Regions from separate parts of the Oryctolagus cuniculus genome. Here region 1 is linked to region 2. A link is a contact called in public Micro-C data. All regions are on one chromosome and are shown on one strand. Each heading gives the region's core, a stretch centred on a gene start, on an enhancer-like site or on the middle of the called end of the contact. The rest is flanking DNA. Distances are from core to core; before and after follow the strand shown. Region 1 has its middle 320 kb from the start of DLEU7. Region 2 has its middle 76 kb from the start of MIR15A.

Region 1 (6,326 bases), core at 1,336-3,835, 460 kb before region 2:
AGGGCATAAAAGGGGATAAATTGTCTAACTCAATCCACCCTTGAGGGCTGCCACATTAAAAAGATAGACCACAGAACTTTTCGTTTGCACCAAAATGATTGCAAAATGAAGAGACAGAGATGTCTAAGGAAAACTCTGAATCTTGGGTGATGTGGAAAACTCTCTGATGTACTCATAGGCCCATACATAAGATTTTATATCTGTCAATCTCTCCACATTCCTGATAGTAACCAGTCTTGGAAGAACATTTTTGGCACATGTTAAGTTTTACTCCGGGAAAAAACAAACAAACAAACAAGAAAAACAAGGTATGAAACAAATTTAGGGAAGAAGAACTTGGATAGGTTTTTTTGTTTTTATTTTTTATTTTTTTATTTTTTATTTGACAGGCAGAGTGGACAGTGAGAGAGAGACAGAGACAGAGAGAAAGGTCTTCCTTTGCTGTTGGTTCACCCTCCAATGGCCACCGCGGCCGGCGCGCTGCGGCCGGCGCACCGCGCTGATCCGATGGCAGGAGCCAGGTACTTATCCTGGTCTCCCATGGGGTGCAGGGCCCAAGCACTTGGGCCATCCTCCACTGCACTCCCTGGCCACAGCAGAGAGCTGGCCTGGAAGAGGGGCAAGGGCAACCGGGACAGAATCTGGCGCCCCGACTGGGACTAGAACCTGGTGTACCGGCGCCGCAAGGCGGAGGATTAGCCTAGTGAGCCGCAGCGCCGGCCCATTGGGTAGGTTTTTAATTCAGAACCACAGACACACAAACTGCGTGGTCCATCTAAGTTCAGATGGATCTTAGGGCTGCTTTACCTGAAGCACAAAAGATCTGAATTGTGTCCCACACAGAGAAATTGCCCTTAGAGACTGCCTCCGTGATTGGTTTCTCTCCTAATATGCGCCAGTTAACATGTGTATACTTGACAATTTGCTGAGCACTTCGTAAAACAAAAGGCACCCGATGTGATTTTATATATATATATATATAAAGCAACAACTGTGTGAGGAAAAGTGACCCTGAGATCCTGCAGTCCACTGACTCAGTCCCTTACTGGGAAAGGCTCCTGCCACTCCCCTCAGTCCCACTCCTGGACAGAGAATCACCAACGTGTGGGGCGGGTCACCACCTCCGCCTCAGCCCTGCCCCCTGCCCCGGGGACGTGCTGACCCGCAGGGCCTCCCAGCAGCGGGAGTCAGTTGCACGGCCCTTGGAGTCCTCCTTGGAAGGCAGAGTTGGATGTTTTCAACACCAGCTTCCTTCAGGCATTCACTGCGCCCCAGGCTCCACATGGCCCTCGGGAGGCCAGCAGGGCTGGGGGAGGGGGTCTTCTGGTCCCTCACCATTCCCTCACCAGCCCTTGATCAGCCTCCCAGTGCCAAGCTGCATCCCGGCGAGGAGCACCCAAGCCCCTCCGGCAGGAGTTTTGTGGCCTCAGGTCTCTCTCCTGCCCCAGTTCCAGTTTAGGACAGGACCGTGCAGAGGGGTCAGGGGAGGGGCTGACCGAGGCTCGGGGATGACAGCGTCCAGTCTGGCTTTTGCCTCGTGTGACTTCCTTCTCACTGTTCCCTCGAGCAACTAGATCTCCTCATATGAACAAATCTGTGTTAAAATCAGTTGTTTTTTCAGAGAACACAAGGAAATGATGATGCTAGCAAAGCTTTCGCTAAACCACACTGTTTGTCCACAGCGGGCACCATGCTATACATTTCACATTTGTTATTTCATTTAATTCTGGCAAAGTCCTATACAGGCAGGTGTTGCCACTATCCCATTTTGCAGGTGGGAAAACAGAGGCATAGAGGTTAAAACAACTTTCCTCTATGGACACATACACACTAAGTGACTTCTTCAAATCTCATAGGTTCTGACTCCGGAGCGACGCTCTGAACCTAAAGGTCCATCTGCACGTTTCACGGCTAGTTGGCTGCAGGGCATTTTAATAAGGCTAAACTAGTCACAGGGACGGAGGGGTGTAGCAGTCTGACTGGGAGGAGAGTCAGAACAAAGCCCAGGCAGCAGGGACAGAGAACTGGAGTGTGTCCTCAGGGGCCACTGGGACTTTGGCTGGACCCATTTGTTTTTCTAAGCACAGGTACTGCATGGTCATTTGAAACCACGTGCTTACCATCGCGGGACACCGTCCACGGCAGCAACCTGCCTGAAGCTGGCAGGGGCAGAGGAGGAGGAGGGAGCGCATCTGGAGAATGTGGGTCAGCCCTTCCTGCACAGAACGGCAGGGGAGGTTGATTTTTAGTGGGAAAGATTAGGAAAGTGCTTCTGAAATGTTTTCCACAGAAGTACAAACTGGTGAAATCAAAGCTGACACACTTCTGCTGCGGGCCGGGGGTGGGGGTGAAGTGGGGGCCCATGGCTATAGGGACTGGCTGCTGTTAACAAGCTCAGATACTTTTAAACTACGTTTGCCCCCCTCCCAAAGAAATGCATATCAAACCCACTAAGAGAAGGACAGACAAGCAGTGCTGCAAGTCAGGAGACCGCCCCAGCCGCCAGCAACCCAGCTCACAGCTGCCACGCAAAGCCACAGCCTCTGCTGCTGCGACACACACACATACACACACACACACACACACACACGCTGCTCCCCCTCCTTGGCCCGCGTCCCCGCCTGCACCAAGACCTTGCCAGCTGCGCCTGATGATCAGACAAGTGGCTTCCAGCCCAGCCTCCAGAATTCCAAAGAGATAATGCTGAATTTGATGGCAAAGCCTTCCCAATTCTGCAGGGCCCGTTTCCCCAGCAGGAGCTGCGCTCGCACCCCTGGAGCCAGGACCAGCCTGGCAAGGGGAGTAATTGCAGTCTAATGGCGTGGCGCTGCCCCGACTGCCTTTCCGGCTGTCACTCTCTGGCCCTGTTATTACTGGCTCCAGCTTTATTTTAGGGCTACTAACCTGCCCTTACACGTCTGCTGTGCTGTGCTGGTGAACTGCAGCTGATGGGCCTCTCAGAAAAGGGGTGGGTGTCTTCCTTCTACCTCCAGCTTTGCTTTTGTTTTTCCTTCGGGCTTCTCTCTCTTCCTCTCTCATTCCTTCATTCCACCTGGTGGGAGTGGGCGTCCGTAGCTTTTTCAGGGATATCTCCCCAGCTGCCAGCCAGTCGTGCTATCTGAGAGCCAACTTCCAGGTCACAGGTGCAGAGAAGGGGAGCCTGCCCAGGCTGTTCTGTAGTGCTGACTGGGGGGTCCAGGGCCCAGCCCCCGGCTAAGCCAAACTCTCTTGGGCTATTAATTATAGCAGACAAGTAGGCCAGCATCCCACCCCCAAGGAAATGGCAGTGGAACGGGGTCAGGGGATTCCACTGTGCTCGTTATCAGCCGGTCTGGCTCATTTATTTAAGAAGAAGCCACACTTGTCCTCTCAAGAGGCACGGAAGCCCAGGCCCTGCGCATTTTCAGCACACTCCCCTCCCCTGCCTGCAGCGTGGACCTACAGAATGTAACGGGAGCCCACTGAGGGCTCAGGCCCCCGCCTGCGTGCTCACACCTGCGCAGTTCCGATACCTTCCTTCACTGCGGCGGAGGGTCTTCCACGGCAAGCAGATTTGAGCACAAAACACAGTGTGGGCAGCACGGGCAGGTGGGCTCCAGCCCGTGTGGGTGGCTGGTTGGGCCACTTCACAGGGACTTGCTCTAAAGCACAAGGAGAGGGCTTTGATCTCCCCCTGAGACTGCAGCACACAGGATGGGGACAGTGTTGAAAACCACATCAGACTGGAATCAGGCCAGGTGCTGTGTCTAGCCCTTTTTGGCCCCTTGTGTGGTCTTGCGGGTTTCTGAGCTGCAGGAAAGATCCAACTGCACCCGACAGAACCGCGGCGAGGCTGACATCACAGGAGGAAATTGTGAGAAATGGCTCTGTAAATGGGCAAACAACATAGATGAAAGAGGCTCTTGTTACTAGGTTTATCTTTGAGGCAGGAGCACCAAGGGCCAGAAAAGAGAAAAAACTGAACTCCCAGTCTGAGACGCTGGGAGAATCAGGCAAGCCTCAGTAGCTGCTCTCGGGGCAGGATCTTTCTTCTGGAATATTCTGCCACTACAGCAGCAGGAACAGGTGTGGCACTGCTCTTGCTACTGATGACACGGCCAATTCTGCCATCAGCTGTGCTAGAACTCAAGCCCAAATCACGGGGCTGAAATCCTTGCAATGCCAGCCAGCCCTCCACTCACCAGCAATGCCGTGTAGTGTTGATAGCCTAGACCCTGGGACCAGGCGGCCGGGTCGTGAGTCCAGCTCGCTATCTATGAACTAGATAGGTGGTTTGTAGAGAGTGAGGTTGAGGATACTACCTAGGACTCATAGCGCTGGGAGAATGAAACGAACAGTAAAGGGCCTTGAAGAATTTCTCACATGTGGTGAGACAAGTATGGCTATTATTATTTCCCAGTACCTTAGCCCACTCTAAAAAATAATCTGTACATTCTAGATTGGGGGAAGAGATAGATTCTCTGGGTATAATGCAGAATAGAGTTTGACTGGGTTTTGAGAAATCCAGCCCCTCCCCCTCCACTCTAGTGGGAAGTATCTGCCTTGCCACACTAAGTTACAATTCAGGGTCCAGAATGGTGAGCATAACTGCTTCAAAGAGTGATTATGTCTCCTGTCACTGGTGGAGCCCAGGACTGGAGGAAAACGGGTCATGTGGCTACACTTGGGCTACTGGGTGGACTTCTCTCTCAGGCCTCACTTCCTGAACTCTGCATTGTAACAGCACAGCACCGGCCCTGCAGACCTGGTGCTTGGAGCACTGCACACAGGACACACAAGAAACTTCAGCAGCCACTACTGCTGTTATTCAGATTAGCATTCATCAATCCCCCAATGCGGGGATTTAGATTGTTGAGAAATTTTGTGAATTTCATTTTTCAAGTTAGATTGTGAACATTTCTAAAACGTCAGATAAATATAACCAAAATCTGCATTAAGACAAAGAAAGGAAACACCATATCACAATGAACTATTTGGTCATACAGCATGACAGTGTCTGCAATAGTCAATGTTGTCAACATTTTTCTTAGTAATGGTGAGGAGTTCAAATTATGGAGCATTTTCCCACATGAAACTCAATCCTGTAAATATCCCTCAGCATTTTTAACAAGCCCAGTAAACATGGCTGGTCCTCATCTTTGTTTCTAACACCAGGTGTGGAGGGTAAGGAAGGAGGTGCCAAGCTAGTGTCTGCAAATCCTGGACACCCTGAGGCGCCCCTCTTTGAGTTTTGCCACAGCATAGCTTACCTTCATCTTTGGGTGCTTTAAATCTTCAGGGATTGCCCATCTGAATAGTCAAGCAAGCTCCTAAGTGGCAAGAGTGAAAATGCCACATGATTTTTAACAGTTTTCAATAGCTCATGGGGCCAGTGACCTTAGGTCAACCATCAAGTTCTGGATCTGGCAACAGAAGTTAGAAAGGGAGTCCACTGAGCACAGAGCGGATGCAGCAGCACAATTTTCTCTGTTCTGGCTTCGTCGGCAAAGCAATGCTCTGGCATTGTGGGGCCACCTCGGGAGATGGGGTGTTTGTGTCCAACCCGCAAGGTGGGTCCCTGGGCGATGCTGGAAAGCAGAACAGGCTGCTAGAGTCCAAGAGCCTTCATTGGCCAAGGTGGCACAAGCTTGGATAGCCCCGGCACATACCTGCCTGTTGCATTTCTCCAGCCGGATAACAGTCCAGGGCAGTTAAGGGAAACTCAGAGATTTGGGTGGTGGTAGTTTGCCTTTAGACGGTTTCATCTGAGCAAACACAAAAATGTGTATCCGTGTTCTCCTGACCTTACCACTGTTGGTTTGGAGCCCCCTAGGTCGCACTAAAGGCTGGTTTAGCACAGCAGAGATATGTGCCTTTGCCTGAGAGAAGACAGAAACTGGAGAAGGAAGAAGGGGCTTTGGAGACACTGAGTGCCCTCTGCGGGTTACCCAGCACCAGGCAGACAGGCCTCCCACCCTGAGTCACCAGCAGGGACAGCTTCATATCGATGTGCTGATGCAAATAGTGCAAATTTGCCCACAGCTTAGGCCTCATTTTTTCCCCAAATTATCTAAACTCAGGAAATGCAAGGGTTAAATGCCTTACTTTCATAAACATAGTCCCCTGGTGGGGGTCAGGGGAGATTTAGATATTATGTGGAAAAGTGCAGTAAAAAGCGCTGAATTTGCCCATTCCATTACATTGAATTGTTCAGCAATTATGGTCATCCCAGGCTTAGGAAATTAAAGTACATGATGAAAACCCAATCGAAGGATATCAACTGCTACGTTACTAAATAAACTACACATCCCATTTTAAACGCGTTTAAAACTGTCTCAGAAGAGGTT
Region 2 (6,009 bases), core at 1,170-3,669:
CACCAAATACCAGAGGTAAACTGCCGCCCTGTCCAGTCCGTGCGAAAACGCCCTCAGGTTTGGACGAGCCCAGTGCTCGGCCCGGGGAGCCCGGTCCGGGGTGCGCGGGCCCTCGCAGAGTCCCCGGCCTGCACTTGGCCCGACTGTGGGTGAGTGCGCGGAAAGTTTCCCTAAACCACTTGAAAGAATAACAGAACACTTCCAGACTGTTTACCAGTGTCCAGCTGCCCAGAAAGGTCCGACGCGTTTCCTGCCCTCGTTCCAGTTCTGCCCCGCGTTTTCTCCACCAGTGATCTGGTGGGCTACGTTATTTTATTGCAACTCCACAAAGTCAAAATGCGATCTGGAACAGTTAGGGAAAGGACCGGAAGCTGCGAAGGTTAATTACACACAGACTGGCTAACTTGCACTTGGTATGGGAAGGCCTTCCTCTCGTGTTTACCGCCCTCCTTGTTTACATCGAGCTCAGGAATCGGGCTTTAGGCCGGCAGGGAGCTCAGTTTCATTTTGGGGTATGGCGGGCCCTATCGCTTCGTCACCAGGTTTTGAAGGAAAGTTCGAACGTTTTTGTCACAGATTTAACTTTCAGTAACACCTCACGCACTATATTCCTCCCCCACACTCCGCCCCACCGCGGCTGGGGTCTGCAAATTCTTTGGTCCCCGGCCCTTGGAGGAATTCGCGCAACGCCTTGCTGCACCTGCGGAGGAAGCAGAGCGTCTCCAGCGCTTGGGACGCCCGCACCGCGCTTCCCGCGCGCCGCCCGCCGGCTAGGGACCCGCTGCGAGCCACCCCCGAAGCCCCCATGTCTGCGCCCTCCGCCAGCCTTGCGGGCGGGAGCGGGCTAGCACCTTAACGCCTGCGCGAGCTGCCTCGCGAAGGGCATAGGGATTTGTCAGGTCCCAGGCTCCCGAGGCGAGGCCCGGACGCGCGCGCACATCGCGAGCAGGGCGGTGGCGCTCCTGGGGCTGAAGGGGAGAAGGGAGATGGAAACTCGGGACGCTCGGGAGCGCTCCCAACCGGAGATCCCCGCCGGGTGGCGAGGGAGTAGGTGCCCACGCTGTGCGTGACGCCTGGGCCGCGGCCCGAGCCCACGAGCTGGGCGCGCAGCTGGGCGAGGCCTCCGCTCGGAGCTTGGCGGGCGGCGCGGAGCCCCGGGGAGCTGGTTTTCCCGGGCGGGCACGTGACGGGGTTGGCAGCGCTCGGGCCCAAGCTAGGAGGAGGGGGAAGCGGCGAGCAGGAGGCCGGGGGCGGGCGGCTGGCGCGCTGTGTACTTAGGTCGTGTGCTGGGGCTTTTCTCTCCCAGGAGCCGGTGGGGGGAGGAGGAGGGGCCGCCGCTCCGCCTTCTCCTTTTCGCAATGTTGACGCAATCTATAAATAGTGGAACAAAAGGACCAACTTCCTCGGAGCTTTGCTGAAACTGCACAAAAAATCGAGCTGGGGGGTTCCCTAGTCCCCAGCGATGGGGCGGGGAGCGCGGCGCCGGGGGAGGGGGCGGGCGCGGCGGCGGAGCGGGCCCTGCCGAGCGGGGACACCTGGCTGAGGCGCAGCTGCCGCCGCGTCGCTCCGCGCGAGCCCAGGGCTCCGGTCCCTGCGCGGGCTCGAGAGCTCGCGCCGACCGGGGGTCTTCCTCCTGCGCCGTTGACAGGTCAGTCTGTGCCGCCCCTTTCCACACTGGGTTTGTTTTTTTTTCCCTCCCCCCAAGCCTCCACTTTTAGAAGCGAACTGAGGGATAAAATAGAATGAGGCGCAGTAGCGACAGCCACCAAACTGCAGCCCCCAGGAGCCCTCGGCGGGGGTGGCCGAGGGGGCTTTAGGAGGCGGTCCGCCCCTAGCCCCTCGTCGGGACGCCGCTGCCCGCGCCGCGGCCGAAGGCGAGGCCAGGCAGGACTGGCGCGCGCCGCCCAGGCGGCAGGGAGCGCGGCGGCGCGAGCTGCCGGGCGGGGCTCGGAGGGGGGCCCCCCGGCGGCCTCTCCCGCCGGGACCGACCCCCGGCGGTGACGTGTCAGGGCCGGGAGGCCGCCGTGCACGCCTCGCTCACTCCCGAGCTCGGACCTGACCTCTTCGCCTCGTCCTCCGCGGCCGTGGGAGGACTGAGCAGAGACGCGCGGTTGCTGCACGACACCGCGCCCCCCGGCTCCGGAGCCCACGCAACCCCGCACGCCGGGGCTGGGGGCAGGGTGGGACCCGGGGCACGCCGGGCTCCAGGAGCCCAGGACCCGAGCGCGAGCGCCCGCCGCGCAGCCGTGGCGGTTACACTGGGCGCGGGGGAGGGGGCGGAGCTGGCGCTGTTGACAGCGGCGCTGAAGCCGGGAGGGCGAAAGTTGGGGAGAGGGGGCGGGGGAGAGGTGGGAGTCGCGCCTGGGGGAGGGAGCGCGCGCGCGGGATTCGGCGGGGCGTGGGGGCCTGGTCACGTGACGGGCAGACGCCCCCGCTACAGGCTGGCTGCAGGGGTGACGTCACCACCCTTGGCTGCAGGGGGTGGCACTTCCGCTCCCTCCCCCATTGCCGCTGCCCTCGCCCCCTAGTACTGGTGGCGGCCACTGCTTGGCGGTGTGGGAGAAGGGAGAGGGGCTTCTCCCTTGCTGCTCCGGCCCCCGACCGCTTATGCAGCTTCCCTGAGTCCCGGGCCAGTGCCCTAAGCGAGAGCTGCGGCCGCCCTTTCACGGCGCTCCCCATTGTGTCAGCGGGCGGCGCTGGGCGGAGGCTGGTGCGGCCCCCCGCGGCTCCCCGCTCGGAAGGGGGCGGGGCGGGCCCGGGCGGCCGAGGCCAAGTGCGGCCGCCGGCCCGGCCGCGCGTCCCGAGAGCGCCGTCGGCGCGCGCGAGCTCCGACGTTGCGGACTTGCGGCGGGGCGCGGCGGCCTCGCCCGCGAGCCTGGGCGCCGCGGGGCTGGGGAGCCGCGCCGCGGCGCCGGCTCCGGCCTGGCGGGTGTGTGGTCGGAGTCGCTCGCCGCTCCTAGGGACGCGATTCCAGCAGTCGTTAGGAGCTATTTGGAGAAACTAGGGGTTTTGGTGACTCAGCGCGGTGAGCGCTATTTATAGGTAGATGCGTTAAGAGTGGGGAGAGACTTCGCCCGGATCCGTGCGCCCCGGGGATGGCACAGAGCTCTGTTAGGAGGCAACAATTAAAGACTTAATTTTGGAAAGGAAAAAAGATGCGACTGTTAGAACCTAGAACCTGTGCTGTAAGGTGTAGCAGGTCTCAACGAGCAGACTGGTTAAATACAGCTTATCTTAAAAAGTTGGGACGTTTTCCGGAGTAGATGGAGAATTTTGGGACACATAGTGACCAGAGACTTTTTTTTTTTGGATGGTGGTGTGTAAACCAGAAGTAGTAATTCAGGTAAAATATTCGGCAGTCTTAATAGACTGCAGACTCTCAGACCTGTGTTGTTTATTAGTTACAAGATTTGTTAAGTATATGACACCATGGCTAGGTCCGAAATAAAGGAAAGCTGGATGATGTTGGAAGTTCCTACACAAATGTTCTGTTACAAGACGGTGTGTGTGGCATTTATCTCTCATCAGAAATCTGGGGATTATAAATTACGTGTTTACCACCCAGTTTCTCCCTCCCAAGAAATCATTACATTACTGCCCTGCGGGTCTTCAACGGTGTTTAAGTGCTTGACAAACACTGATTAGCCGTTGCTTGTTTTGGCTTTATGGCTTTCATTCTTTTCTCCTCTCCCCCTCCCCCTCCCTCCTATCCCCGGTGTGGAAATCCTGGAGCGGTTGTGTGGTTGGCTGCACAGAGGCAAGAGTTCACACTCAGCTGGCTCAGCCTGTGCAGCTTTCCGTAGGTAGGGTCACCTGAGATGTTTCCTTTTGAAAGAAAGAAGGTGGTTCCTGGATGGTGGCGGTGAGGCCAGTTATGAAGAAGGGAAAGGGCATCAAAGCTGAGCAAACGAAGTGTATGCCGGTCTGCAGTCAACAACAGCGGCCAATTCAGTTCGGGTGCCCCGTGCGGTGCTGGACAGATGGCCGGATCATGCATATCATGCTGAGGAATTTGGATTTTCGCCTGAGACCTACACTTTTTTTTTAGACTTTTGGGGGACACATAGCCCTTTGAGGGGGAGAAAAGTAATGGGCTCTCTTTCCATAAAAAATGTGCTTACAGATATATATTAACGCATACTATTTCAGGGAGAGTTACTCTGCTTTCAGAATAAATTCCTAGGAAAGGATTTTTTAGTGAAAATGATGTGGTCAGGTGTGCAGCTTGCAAAGAGTCCATTCATTGGTCGGAGTCCTGGGAGACTTGAAGATGGGATGTAAGACAGCCTGTGACCTAAGTGAAAATCAGCTTGCACCAGTGCTGAATACCCCCTGGGGGCAGTAGGGTTAGGGAGAAAAGTAATGAGAGAATCAGTGGAATGGGGAAGCTGGCCTGGGAGAGCCAGGACAAGGGGCATACAGGCTTCTGGTGTAGAGTGAGGACTAGAGGAGGAGTGATCCTCAGGTCCAGGAGGAGGAACTCTGTTTTGTTCCTGCAGAATCTGAGGTATCAGACAGCTATCCCAGGAGGGTTACAAGTCCAGTAGTAGCCAGTCAAGGAAGTGTCTGAGACAGACCAGGCAGAAAGTAAAGAGATCTGAGACGGGAACCCCGGGACACCCACGGTTAGGGAAAGAGGAGGCACAGGAGGATTCTTAAATGATAGTGATGTAAAGACAGGGAAATGTCTTTAGCAAATACTTCTGCTGAGTCGATTCTGCTCCCCCGATAGTGAGTGGAGACCTGTTGTTATTCTGGTCCCTTGATGAGACTGCAAAAACTGTGCTGTTACAGTGAAAAGGAAAGCATAACTACCCTTCCAAAGATTTGAATTCCGAAGGGCAATGAGGGCAGGAGAGGATTCAGCATTGTTGCCCCTTATGAAACTACTGAAAACAGGGAAGAAGAAAAGGAGAAAAAGAAGAAAGCAACTTTATTTTTCCCCTACTGAAGCCCCTAAGCCTTCAAGGAAAACAGAGGATAGAGTGGGTCCCTGAGAGATGTTTTTTGCTCCTATGGCACTTCAAAACCACACTTAACCTCCAACAGTGAGTCCTGGGAGGTGCAAAAGTGGCAGTCTGGCTCAGGAAATGAGGAATAGTGAAGGGAAAGGGTGATCTCTGGCTTCCTCCAGCTCCTTCCTACCAGTTAAAGGCAACCCAGAGAGAGAGAGAGATTTGTCCAAAGCAGGGACTCAAATACATAACAACACCCCAAAATTTATTAGTGTAAAACAACCACATTACTTTGCTCATGAATATGCAATGTGGACAGGGCTCAGTAGGGAGCCCTGCTCCTTTCTAATCCACTTGGCGTCAGCTGGAGCAGCTCAAAGGCTGGGGGCTGGCATCATCTGAAGGCTTGTCCACTTGGCTTGTCTAGCGATTAATACTGACTGATGGCTGGGACCTTAGCTGAGGCTATCAGCCAGAACAACCCGCCTTTCTGTGAGGCCTGGGATTCCTCAAGGGTCCCAAGACTGACAGCCAGGTGGAAGCCTTATCACTTTTGAAGACCTAGGCTTAGAAGTCACGCAGCATCATATCACATTCTATTTATTAAAACCAAATTACTAAGGCAATATATATATTCTAGGGAAGGGAATCAGAATCAAGCTTTTAATATGAGAAGCATCAAAGAATCTGCAATATGTTTATAATCACCACATACAGTTTAATAGATTTATAAATAATACAGTGTACATTAAAAGCGTTTAAATGTATGAAGCTAAGTAAATATCCTCTTTTGATATTAGAAATTAACATAGGGGCTGGCCTTGACTTAAAGGGTTAAGCCACCGCCTGCAGCACTGGCATCCCATGTGGGAAACTGTTAGTGTCCCAGCTGCTCCACTTCACATCTAGCTCTTTGCTAATGCACCTGGGAAAGCAGTGGATGATAGAAGATTTTATTTACTGATTTGAGAGAGAGTTAGAGACAGAGAGAGGGAGAGACAGAGGGAAAGGTCTTACATCCACTGATTCACTCCCCAAATGGTTGCAATGGCTG

What was found. A called contact is a pair of places that touch in the nucleus more often than the background predicts.
Region 1: a contact with region 2 is called in a Micro-C map of ear pinna, with 3 times the contacts expected there. The contact joins two enhancer-like sites. A contact is called at or near these places in 2 of 6 Hi-C or Micro-C datasets (ear pinna and skin fibroblasts).

Annotation. Positions count from the first base shown.
Region 1 is chr9:69,844,155-69,850,480 of mOryCun1.1, reverse strand. No RefSeq gene overlaps it. Among named protein-coding and RNA genes, the nearest start is that of DLEU7, 320 kb to the left of the region's middle. Within about 2 kb of position 2,585, at least 2 of the 8 cell types and tissues checked have an H3K27ac peak or open chromatin away from gene starts, as enhancers often do. A contact at or near this core is called in ear pinna, where this site is marked.
Region 2 is chr9:69,380,916-69,386,924 of mOryCun1.1, reverse strand. No RefSeq gene overlaps it. Among named protein-coding and RNA genes, the nearest start is that of MIR15A, 76 kb to the right of the region's middle. Within about 2 kb of position 2,419, at least 7 of the 8 cell types and tissues checked have an H3K27ac peak or open chromatin away from gene starts, as enhancers often do. A contact at or near this core is called in ear pinna, where this site is marked.